4 separate regions of the Mus musculus genome follow, and regions 2, 3 and 4 are each linked to region 1. The links are chromatin contacts, called in public ChIA-PET and HiChIP or PLAC-seq maps. All regions are on one chromosome and are shown on one strand. Each heading gives the region's core, a stretch centred on a gene start, on an enhancer-like site or on the middle of the called end of the contact. The rest is flanking DNA. Distances are from core to core; before and after follow the strand shown.

The links. ChIA-PET counts read pairs in DNA pulled down with a chosen protein or histone mark. HiChIP or PLAC-seq counts read pairs in DNA pulled down with a chosen protein or histone mark.
Region 2: a contact with region 1 is called in an H3K27ac HiChIP or PLAC-seq map of T-cell acute lymphoblastic leukemia, with 2.5 times the contacts expected there. The contact joins the enhancer-like site here to the promoter of Vps16 in region 1. A contact is called at or near these places in 1 of 39 promoter capture datasets (hippocampal neurons), 2 of 15 datasets of contacts at CTCF or cohesin (large pre-B cells and pro-B cells), 7 of 484 Hi-C or Micro-C datasets (B cells, the G1E-ER4 cell line, LSK cells and 4 more) and 5 of 115 datasets of contacts at active chromatin or transcription factors (the SCID.adh cell line, T-cell acute lymphoblastic leukemia, bone marrow-derived macrophages and 2 more).
Region 3: an RNA polymerase II ChIA-PET map of memory CD8 T cells shows a contact between it and region 1, with 53 read pairs. The contact joins the enhancer-like site here to the promoter of Vps16 in region 1. A contact is called at or near these places in 1 of 39 promoter capture datasets (the C10 cell line), 1 of 484 Hi-C or Micro-C datasets (CD4 T cells) and 4 of 115 datasets of contacts at active chromatin or transcription factors (large pre-B cells, memory CD8 T cells, microglia and 1 more).
Region 4: a contact with region 1 is called in an RNA polymerase II ChIA-PET map of memory CD8 T cells, with 19 read pairs. The contact joins the promoter of Slc4a11 here to the promoter of Vps16 in region 1. A contact is called at or near these places in 4 of 115 datasets of contacts at active chromatin or transcription factors (embryonic stem cells, extraembryonic endoderm stem cells, large pre-B cells and 1 more) and 2 of 9 other capture datasets (adipose tissue and liver).

Annotation. Positions count from the first base shown.
Region 1 is chr2:130,422,916-130,425,767 of GRCm38.p6, forward strand. It overlaps Vps16 (VSP16 CORVET/HOPS core subunit), which reads left to right and starts at 1,405. Exons shown (of 24, transcript NM_030559.3): 1 at 1,405-1,532. The coding sequence starts at 1,480. It overlaps Pced1a (PC-esterase domain containing 1A), which reads right to left and starts at 1,373. Exons shown (of 7, transcript NM_178762.4): 1 at 497-1,373. The coding sequence starts at 620.
Region 2 is chr2:130,757,922-130,760,773 of GRCm38.p6, forward strand. The region is part of intron 20 of 4930402H24Rik (RIKEN cDNA 4930402H24 gene); the gene reads right to left. Among named protein-coding and RNA genes, the nearest start is that of Slc4a11, 62 kb to the left of the region's middle. Within about 2 kb of position 1,395, at least 11 of the 459 cell types and tissues checked have an H3K27ac peak or open chromatin away from gene starts, as enhancers often do. A contact at or near this core is called in T-cell acute lymphoblastic leukemia, where this site is marked.
Region 3 is chr2:130,732,240-130,735,091 of GRCm38.p6, forward strand. The region is part of intron 27 of 4930402H24Rik (RIKEN cDNA 4930402H24 gene); the gene reads right to left. Among named protein-coding and RNA genes, the nearest start is that of Slc4a11, 36 kb to the left of the region's middle. Within about 2 kb of position 1,427, at least 22 of the 459 cell types and tissues checked have an H3K27ac peak or open chromatin away from gene starts, as enhancers often do. A contact at or near this core is called in memory CD8 T cells and pro-B cells, where this site is marked.
Region 4 is chr2:130,696,007-130,698,858 of GRCm38.p6, forward strand. It overlaps Slc4a11 (solute carrier family 4, sodium bicarbonate transporter-like, member 11), which reads right to left and starts at 1,513. Exons shown (of 21, transcript NM_001081162.1): 1 at 1,353-1,513; 2 at 642-749; 3 at 35-97. The coding sequence starts at 80.

The DNA of each region.
Region 1 (2,852 bases), core at 155-2,654:
GGTTAAGGTCGGCCTCACCCCCTCCCAGAGTTTCCCAAATGAAGGCCTTTGTTTTCCAGGGATTGACTCTCCAACAGCAGCTCTATGGAGGGTTGGCTTAGAGAAGAAAAGACGAGATTTTAAAGCCCTAGCTCTGCTCTTTCCAGCTATTTCCCTCTCCTCTAGCTTATGTACAGCGACCAAAGACCAAATGGCAAAATTAAGTTGGTCCCATCCCTAGGAAAACACACAACATAGCCCACAGGTCCTTTTAAGAAAATCATGAAGGGCAACAACAAATAAAGATGCCACACTCATGGGCTAAAAAATAGTGCACAAATGATATGCCGGGGCACCCAGGGAAGGTACATAGGGAATTTAAAAAAGAAAAAAATGCAGTCTAGTGTCCTGAAACAGAGTAAGAGATGGAGAAGTCTGAAATGGAGATGTGGCGTGCAGACAAAGAAAAGGTTGAAGATACAGGGCGGTGAAATGTCATCCTAGAGTGGTCACTCACTGGAGTCCCCCAAAATGACCACGAACTTGTTGTGTAGCAGCTGCTGGACTTCTGAGGCATGGAAGTGGACCATGGCGCTTCCCAGCAGGCGGTGTGGCATCTCGTTTTCCAAACAGAAGACCATGCTGCCACTGACACCAGCTGCAGGGAGAGGCCAATAAGCTGACAGAGGGCAGGGACTCTAGGTAGGTCCGGTCTGTTCCAAGATGACCCATGCGCGCTGGCCCCTCCCTGGCTGCTCTGTGTAATGGGGAGGAAAGTGGGAGCGGCAAGGCGAATCCCAACACGGCAGCAGCCTTTATCACACTCGGAGGGAAGAAGGGTCACTTGGGCCGTAGTCTTAGACTACAGCGCTTCGCGCGCGCAGAGACGCCTTTGCCCTGCCACGTGTCAACGGCGGCCCCGCGCGTGCGCATTCGTCCGCTCGCGCCAGTTACCAAGTCTCTCGGGGGCTCCAGGGATTCACGGGCCAGTAGGGCAGGCCCAGGTGCCGTGCGACAGCGTCTCGGCAGCGATGTCCTGATCTAGAGTCAATGATCCCATGCCCCTGGAGAGCGGTGGGTTCTGCAAAGATCCCGCCCCACAGAGCCCGGGTGCCCAGGTTAGCTGTAGGTACGCAGCTCGACGCCCAGCGCTCGCCATGCGTGCGCTACGGTGGTCCAGCCAACGCCTCCAGCATCTGTGCCTCAGATGCTCATGGCTCCCACTTTCGGTCACCCGTGTCCCGCCCTATGCGATCCCCAACGCCGGAGGAGTCAGAAAGGCAGCGAGGTTGGCCGCTGTGGAGGACAGAAACCAGGGCTAGGTCCACTCGGGCCGCCGCGCCGAGGGCAGGACGATAGCTCAGCGTAGCTTGCCCACAGTTCTGATGGCCGCTAAGGCGGCCTCGTCACGTGACCCCGAAGGGCGGAAGCGGAAGTGCGGCCTGAGCTTGCGCTAGGCGGGTTTTTCCTCGGCGACTCTTGCCGCCAGCTGTACTAGACATGGACTGTTACACTGCGAACTGGAATCCACTCGGGGACTCTGCCTTTTACAGGTGAGCTGCCCGACGCCCCACCTTCCGTCCCACAGCCCAGCTTACCTTGCTTGTCTGCTGCTGGCTTGAGCCTCCCGGCAGAGCCAGCAATGCTCGCCCCGGCCACTACGCGTGCTGGCGTCCGTCCCTATGGCGGCTCGCCTGAGCGTCTGCCACTTTACGCACTTTAGGGGCAGCAATCTGGTCCTTCCTTTGCGCCAACTGAGGCAAGCTGAGAAGCCACCCCTAAACCGAGGTCTGTTGGCCTCCGGAAGGATGCTTAGATCACGTAGAGGGAGGCCGCCCCGCGGCGACAGCGAGTGCCAGTCTCCTTCCGGAAACTGCTGAAGTCGGACCACAGGGGCTCTCACAGGAAGGCGGGATCGCCACAGCGGGCGGGGTGACAGTACTGACCAAAGCTGAGAAAAGGGGATGAACCGCTTTTCAGTCTTGGGGCACTATTAATGAGGAACCCGAGGCAGTGGCAACTCACCGGGGTTGGAGTGCCCTTAGCTGTGGGTCTTTCTCAAGGCTAAAACTAGTAACGTGATTACAATGGTTACCGTCTCGTTGGCTTTATTTCTTTTTAAGATATAAAGTACAAACTGCTTGTGGAGCGCTCATCAATTGGTCAGCCTACATTTGTCACTCTCTGAGTGGTTTCCAACTTAACCTCAATCATCCTCAATCCGTGGGTGTACCAGCTTCACAGAATTAATTGCAGGACCTCATCACACCAGGCAATTCCATGGCTTTGTGTTTGCACAGTTCTATAGTCGCTTCTATGGGCATTGCTATTTTCCTCTTTATCACCCTGAAGAATGTTGCTCATCTTTCAGGACCTGCTTGGTTTTCCTACAGTAGAATCCTTTTATGCCTCACAAAGGTCCAGTTGTAGAGTCTTATCATATGTGGCACACGAGGGCAGTGTTGGTATGAGTTTCTCGTGCTAAGCTCTTGAAGGCTAAGAATACTTCTATTTCCCATGCATATTTAGGCTAGTGCCTGTTACCTAATAGTTGGTCAGCCTTTGGTGGCCCACGCCTCTTAATCCCAGCACTCTGAGATTCAGGCCACCCTGCTCTATAGCTCAGGCCAGACAGGGCCACATAGTAAGACCCTGTCTTGAAATAATAACAGAAACAAGCAAAACCTAATCATTACCCAACAAAATGGTAAAGAATGTTTTATTGATGTACCCGAAGATCACAAAGACATTGCGTTGGCGTCTTATTTCAATAGAAGACTTTGAGCCGGGCGGTGGTGGCGCACACCTTTAATCCCAGCACTTGGGAGGCAGAGGCAGGTGGATTTCTGAGTTCAAGGCCAGCCTGGTCTACA
Region 2 (2,852 bases), core at 145-2,644, 330 kb after region 1:
AGAAAACTCCAGTTCCCCAGACTTCAAAAGGCAGTGCAAATAACCAGCAATGGGCGCAGCCTGGACTACAGAAGGATTTCTGGCAGTCAGACAAGAGGCAGCATTCCTCAGGCACCTGTGAAGGTGCTTCCACTCTACCAAGAAAGACAGAGAGACAGAAAGAAAGAAAGAAAGAAAGAAAGAAAGAAAGAAAGAAAGAAAGAAAGAAAGAGAGGGAGAGAGAGAAAGAAAGAAAAGAAGGAAGAAAGGAAGGAAGGAAGGAAATAAGGCATTTATCACTTTATTTATTTTATGTGTATAGATGGGTAAAAAAAATTTTTTTTGAAGATTATTATGTGAGTACACTGTTGCTGTCTTCAGACTCACCAGAAGAGGGCATCAGACCCCATTACAGATGGTTGTGAGCCACCATGTGGTTGCTGGGAATTGAACTCAGGACCTCTGGAAGAACAATCAGTGCTCTTAACTGCTGAGCCATTTCTCCAGCTCCCTCATTTTCATATAAAGGAATACTTTGGAGCTATGAAAATCAATGAACTATATGAACATGTACAGCTGTGAATGGTGAAAGTTTTTTTTTTTAAAGATTTATTTATTTATTATATGTAAGTACACTGCAGCTGTCTTCAGACACTCCAGAAGAGGGCGTCAGATCTTGTTACAGATGGTTGTGAGCCACCATGTGGTTGCTGGGATTTGAACTCGGGACCTTAGGAAGAGCAGTCGGGTGCTCTTACCCACTGAGCCATCTCACCAGCCCAGGTGAAAGTTTTAAGAATCTAAATTGAGCCCCTTTATGTCAACCCTTCCAAAAGGGAAGTAATGTCAAATTATGAATAATTTTAAATCATGATTGCTTGATAGTGGATATCAGAGAAGAGTGCCAGAGCCATAGCTTGTATAGAGTCCACTGCACCCTTAAATTAAAAAGTACTTCTACAAGGACATCTACCTAGCAATGTCTGTTTCACCTTAAACTGACACCTGGTTTTGTTATTAGTCAGCAGTGTCACAGTTGGTTTTGAAATATCTGATGAAGTCTTCTTCATTTTTGTCATTCAAACCTGGTACCTGTCTCAGCCGCCTTGGTCACAGCAGCAGTCTGCTGCCCAGGCACACCCTCTGCAAGTTCTGCTCCCCACTGCACTGCTGTGCTGGCCCCCAGCACACACAGCACAATCTGAAGAAATCCTAGCAGCATAATCCTGAGCCCCAAAGCAAGCCTGAGGACAACACACATGCTGGGATTTTATCTGGGTTAAGTTAAAAACAGAAAATGTTTAAGGATAATAGTCTGAGGCTAAAGCAAGTTTTTAGGGATTAGGTCCTGGGCAGCCTGCCTGACCAAGGACACATGAAGGACAGGAATGACTGGGAAGCTGAACAGCAAGAATCCTTATGACAGTAAAAGCCACTGGGCTATGGAAGGGAAAAAGTACTGGACCAGAAGCAGTTCAAGGAGAAGTGCTCTTCCTCCTCAGCCATCAGCACTCTAAAGGGCAGAACCTCTGTCTGCATCTAACTACCACAGATGCCAACTCCTTACAGCCTCAGGCAAGGGTTTCCCTTCAACAGAGCTCAGGATCTGACCAATCAATGCTTTCATCAAGCTTTGATCAATCACACTAAGGAGCTCAAGACACACAGTTTGAGGGATGAAACTCATCATATTCTAATTACGGGCAGATTTTAAGATACTAACAACATCTGCATTTCAGGGCCTTTTATCTTTGCAATCCCCCTTCCAAAGCCTGAGAAAGCCCTAGGCATTCTGTGTGGTTTTCTTTTAAGAGACAGGATATGGTAGTACATGCCTAAGATCTGAGGCAGGAGCCTCTCAAGTTCAACGCCTCTCTGTATTATAAAGTATGTTCAAGGCCAGTCAGGAAACTTGGAGAGACCCCCATATTAAAATAAAAATTAGCAATAATAAAACTACCCAGAACATATACTTAGTGGAAGAACATACACTTACTGCCTGTATGTGTAAGGCTTTTTTTTTTTTTTTTTTGGTTTTTCGAGACAGGGTTTCTCTGTGTAGCCCTGGCTGTCCTGGAACTCACTTTGTAGACCAGGTTGGCCTCGAACTCAGATATCTGCCTGCCTCTGCCTCCTGAGTGCTGGGATTAAAGGCGTGTGCCACCACCACCAGGCTATGTGTAAGGCTTTTACTTAAGCTCTAAACTTAAACTTAAGCTCTAGTAATCCTGTGACAGTAACTCTAAACTCTAAACTAGTAAAATGTTTAATACACAGAGTAGGGAAACTCTTGTTAAAGTTATTGTTTCTATAGAATTGTTCTATAGCACAAACGATATGCACTGGGATAATGTGAAATCTAAGTTTTCTAGAGAGAGGGCTGAAAGAGGGTTTTGCTATCCAGTCTTGACTTGAACTTAGTATGTGGACAGCCTGGCCTTGAAATGGTGATCCATTTACCGCAATTTTCCAAGTGCTGGGAGCACAAGAGAGCCGGATTACAAAATATGCCACCATACCCTGATGAAGTTTAAGATCTTAAAATGGCGTGACTGGGTTGGGGAGTGGCTCAGGGGTAGAGTGTTTGCACAGCATACAGAAGAACTGGAGTTGTGCAAAACATAAACGATGTGACTAATAAGGGCACAAACATTTCTAGTTGTACTCTTCATTATTACACAGAGACTGGATACATTAAATCTTGTTGGATAATACAATAATGCAAAATCAGTTTTCTAATGAGCCCTTTGCTGAGAAGATGCAAACACATGGGAGGCAGAGCAGGTGGGTCTCCAGTGTGAGGCCACTCTGGGCAACACGAGACTCCCTCTCGCACCCAAATAACCCATACCATACCCCCTCCCTGGATGTGA
Region 3 (2,852 bases), core at 177-2,676, 310 kb after region 1:
TCAGTGTTACAGTCTCTGAAGCCTAAAGCAATACAGATCAATAAACTGGACATTCAACCTCCAGCGGACCTTGGGGCTGCTCTCATCCCACAGAGGACAGCACTGTCCCACAGGACTATTATCAAAAGGTCTGAGTCCATGGAGAGACATCAGACCTGAGGGCAGTCTGGCAGGTCAGGTGAACCTGTGCCTGTGTGGGTCTTAGGAAGACCAGTGGGGGCGGGGGAGCGGGCGCAGCCTGCCAGAGCTATGTCCTGAGCTCCTAGGAACAACTCACCTGTAGAAAGGCCTTGGCTTCATTCCAGATTAGGACATCCTCCTCGGTCCTGCCCAATCATCAGAGCCTCAGGGAGAACAGGCTGTGCTAAATTCTAGAGTTTCCCCACGGGATCCTGGCTGTTCAAGTGTTATTTACTTATTTTTCATTTTATAGAGGCTCTGCTATGTAGCCCAATGGTGGCTTGGAACTTGCTATCTAGAACATGCTGGCCTTGAACTTGTGGAATCCTGCTTCAGCCTCCAAAGTGTAAGGATTACCAGCCCGTGTCAGTATGCCTGGCTTGCACTATGGTTGGCTTGCTCAAGAAAGCTGAGTGATGGGCTGGTGAGATGGCTCAGTGGCTCACCCGACTGCTCTTCCGAAGGTCCAGAGTTCAAATCCCAGCAACCACATGGTGGCTCACAACCATCTGTAACGAGATCTGACGCCCTCTTCTGGAGTGTCTGAAGACAGCTACAGTGTACTTACATGTAATAAATAAATAAAAATTAAAAAAAAAAAGAAAGCTGAGTGAGTCCTAGCAGGCTCCTGCTCCCTGGCTTCTGTCCTTGGACCTATGTGCACCAATATCCAATGCAGTGCTTGTATGGGCCTGAGTGCAGGACCCCAGACACTGCTTCCATTGATGTGTGTATACCATGTGCATGGTATAAGTTCAGGGAACCTGAGACAGCAACACATTTGAAAATAAAGGATTTCTGAAGGGAAAGGACTTCAGTGAGTTCAAGGCCAGCATAGGTTAGGAAATGCGTGCCTGGTCAGCTAAGGCTATGGAACAAGGCCAGTCTGTTTTTGTTTGTTTCGTCTTAGATGTATTTATTTTATGCCAAGATGGTTAAACTTCCAAAAAAGAAGATCCCTTTTATAACCACGTCTATTTCACTATCGCCTACCATATCCCTAAAAGCTTGGCAACTATACATCTGACTCTTCAAAGTACAAGAGCACTCTAGGAGCTGGGGCGTGGCTGCTAGAATACAAGCAACATGTCAATTCCCTGCAGTAAACTGGGCCTAGTGACCCATACCTACAGTCCCTGCATTTGGGATGTAGATCACAGATTCAAAGTTATCCTCCGCTACATTTGAGGTTGGCTCTCAAGAAATGAGGCCCTGTCTCAAAAATGAAACAGAAACAAATTAAAACCCTTTACTTTCATTTTTGAAACAGTTGCCACAGCCTCTGAGATGGTAGGAAGCTGAGTGGAAGCAGCCACTCTGGAAAGCAAAGAAAGCCCCATCCTATATCATAAAGTTTTCTCCAAAGATCAAAGCAGCACTCGTGATGGGGGAGGGGGAGGGGGAGGGGGAGGGGGAGGGGCTGGAGAGCGAGCTCAGCCATCGGGAGCACTTGCTGTTGTTCTTCCAGAGGTTCTGAGTGTGAGACTCAGAGCTCACCCGGGTAGCTCAGCCTCTTGTAACTCTAGCTCCAGAGGATCTAATGCCCTCCCTGGCCTCATGAACAACAGCATACACATGACGTATATAGATATTTACACATAAAAAACCCAAAAACCAGACTGGAGAGACAGCTCTGAGGTTAAGAGCACTTGCTGCTCTTACAAAAGACTCAGCTTCAGTCCTGACACCTACATGGTGGCTCACAATGAATAGTCTCTAACTCCAGTTCTAGGGCAGTCTGATGCCTCTTCTGGTCCCCATTTGGACATTGCACGCACATGTTATACATACATACACAGAAGCAAAACACTCATACACATTAAAAAAAATCCTCAAAAAAAAATCAGAGATATACTGATAAAAAAAGAAGCAGGGGGCTGGAGTGATGGCTCAGTGGTTAAGAGCACTGACGGCTCTTCCAGAGGTCCAGAGTTCAATTCCCAGCAACCACATGGTGGCTCACAACCATCTGTAAAGGGATCTGATGCCCTCTTCTGGTGTGTCTAAAGACAGCTACAGTGTACTTATGTATAATAAATAAATAAATAAATAAATAAATCTTTAAACAACAACAAAACAAACAAAAGCTGGACTTGAGAAACAAGCCAAGTGTTATGTTGAATCTGCAATCCTAGCATTCTGTAGACTGAAGCAGGAGGACAACAGGTTTGAGGGAGAAAATTCTTGATGTGAGGAACCCCTGCCATCTTCCTTAACCAACAACCTCAATAATGCCTAGTGTCAAGGAGTCTTACAGGCTATGAAGCAGGTAACTATATGTTATCTTTTGAATTAAAAAAAAAAATGGGTCGAATCTGTACATGCCTTAGTAAAGAGCTACAGCACTTAGCTGCTAATCTCATATAGTCCAGCCTGGCCTTGAACTCATTATATAGCCAAAGGTTGACCTTCCTGATTCTACCTCCCAAGTCCTGGATTTGTAAGTGTGTACCATCATGGCTGCACATAGCTGTTACCCTGACGGAGCCCATTAGGGTATCCACTGATGCCCTACATATCCTGTGGTGTGACTAGGTGAATCCTGGGTCTAAAAGCAGACCAGAAGCAGGCACATGTCCAACATTTTTACAAACATGAAGAGCCAGATAAGGAATCAATAATATTCTCTGAAATAAGATAATGGAAGCGACTTTATCCGTGTATACTGACAA
Region 4 (2,852 bases), core at 263-2,762, 270 kb after region 1:
CAGGCTGAGTTCCCCAGATTTTCTAGATACACACCTGAGAAGTATTCACCGGAGTCCTGACAGTGTTCATTCTGTGACATGGCCCAAGGACAGTTTTCTACAAAAGAAGCCAAAGAATAGTCACCAATCCTGTGGACCAGCCCTGGACAGCCTTAGTTCACCCCATGCCTGATGATTCCTCATCCTTCCTAGGAACACATGCAAGCCCACTTGCATGAGAGAGGTGGGGGTCAAAGTACTATGTAGGGGAGCCTGCAGTGTCTGGGATGACCATCCTTACTGTAAGGTATTAAATCCCTTAGTCTGCCTAGTATGGACTTCCTATGCGTGCCAGGGAAGTGAAGAGTACTTCCTCAGGTCATGTCATCACTAAATTATCATCAGTACTCGGCTCATTAATCCAAGCGTCTCTGACTGAGCCCCATCCAGTTCTGGAGGAAGACAACTGGAAATCGCCTCCTCCCTGGATCCAGCCCAGCCTCGCCCAGCACTTTGAGGTGGGGGTGAGCCTCTCCTCAGATCTGCCCTGGTTGCCAAGGGCCACACATGCCCATCTCAGACGCAGTTCTTCCCATCTCTTCAATGGCCTAGGGGTCACCCAGGGGACCGACCCAGCAACTGCCTCTATCCCAGGGTTGTACCGTGTCCTGCGATGCCGGAAAGAAGGGGTAGAGTGGGTGTGCAGTACACAGAGATTGGAGGTACTATCCGAGATGTTTGTGCAAAGAAGGACGCACGGGAGGATGGGCCTGTACGAGAAAAAGATGTAGTCCATGTTTGCAGCCACTGAGAGTGAGTAGATGGGCAGGATTTGGAGGCACTTGGGGCGGTAGCTAAGGGGAACAGACCACACCCACGTGCAGGTGAGTGGCCGGATACACCCAGCTCTGATGAATCGTAACTCTAGGCGGCGGAACGCAATCCGGTGCTGAGGACACCAAAGCGCCACCCTGCCCATTTCGGAGCTCCCAACCCTCCCCTCCGCCGGCTACGTTACATCTTTCCTTCAGTTGCTGAGGGTGTGTGTGTCAAGACCGCGAACGCAGAACAAACACGGACAGGATGCCCACGGTGTCCCAGGCCGCCCCTTGCCCCGCGCGCGCGCACTGACATTCGGAACTCTTTTGGTCGAACCCCTCCGGAGGCGCAAAGCCGGCACAGCCTCTCGCCCACCCAGGCCTGAGAGGCCGGCGCTGGCATACACGCCTGGCGTGGCCATGGCCCGGGCTTCTCAATCAGGACTCCGTGGTTCTGGGCCGGCTCGCAGCTGGAGCCGGCGACACTCCTGCGAGCCGCGCCGCGCTCCTAACCGTGCGGCGTGAGGCTGCTTCCAGCCAAAGTCGCGCCCTCACCCGCGAGGTCTGTTCTGGATCCTCGGCGGCTCGCGTGCGCAGGCCTGAGAGTCGTGGGGTGCCGGCCTGGGAGGGACTACGAAGTTTCAGAGCAGTGCAGGGACACTCACTGGAGCCCGGAGGGAAGGGGCGCGCCTGTTTTAAAAGCTTGGAGGAACTCCGCCCCCACCTTAGCTGTACGCCACTGACTGCCACACCCTCGGGCTGCCGAATCGCCCCCAACCCTCCCTTGCCGCGCCCCTTTGCCCTCGCCACGCCCCCGACCGCCAGGGCGGTCCCCAACCCCCGCCTACGCCGCTTTCTGCACTTGCCCGTGGGCTAGCGCCCTAAGCCGCCCACGCTCCCGCGTGTTCACCCGCTGGCGCCCGCTCTCGGTTCCGCATCCCTCTCCCAGGTTAGGAAGTGGCCGGGTCTCTGGAGAGCGGCTTGCGGTGAGTTCTGATAAGTGCGTTGAGCACCTCTTTCCTTAACCCCAACCCAACCTTCGGTGGCTTCCCAGTGATTCTACAGACCTTGAGCTTCCTATTGTCCCTGGGGCACACACTTAAGTAAAGTACTATTCTCCAGCCACTCCTTCCCACTCCGTGATAGCTTCCACACAGTTCCTTTCACTGTTGCTCAAGCGTGTTAGGGGGTGGGTGAGTTGGAAAGGCATTTGGAGTGTTGCGGGAATTTGCATATAAATAGGCATGGTGAGCCAAGTTGGCATTCGGATTGAAGGTACGGAGGGTCCTGAAGTCTCCCCTACACACACACACACACACACACACACACACACACACACAGACGCGCGCGCTCGTTATTCCAGGATCCCTCCCATCTCTAAGAACCGTGATGACTCAGGGATAGCCGCACGCTGCCTTTGTTGGGGTAAGCAGGCCCTGGGAGGAGGCTACATGCCATGTTGTTCACTTAGCTCTTAGGAACTCCTCTCAGTATCTTCTCCTTAGAATCCTAGCCCTAAACCCGGCAGTTGTGGCGCACGCCTTTAATCCCAACACTTGGGAGGCAGAGGCAGATGGATTTTTTGAGTTTGAGGCCAGCCTGGTCTACAAAGTGAGTTCCAGGACAGCCAGGGCTACACAGAGAAACCCTGTCTCGAACACTCCCCTTCCCCCCAAAAAAAAGACTCCTAGCTCTATCCAGGCTGGTGGTGTTGCAGGGTGGGGGTTCAGGAAAGCTGAAGAGCCTGGCAGAATGGCTGACTCAGGGTCGGGATCCCTCTTCCACCCCAGTCTCTCATGTTATGTCTTTTGCATAGCTTCCTAGCAGCACCCCAATACTTGGTTGGTCCAAACCCTTCCAGTTCCAGAAAATCTCTGGAGACTTAAGGAACAATTTCCCCAACCTCTCCTTATTAGGAGGAGAAAGGAGCCAGGAGTACCCACTCCCACCCCCACCCCAGTCTGTAGACTCCTGCACCACTGTCTCAGAGGACCGAAGTGTGACCTTTCCCCCTTCAGCCCTTTTGGCAGTGTTTAAGGAATGGTTTCCTTCGTT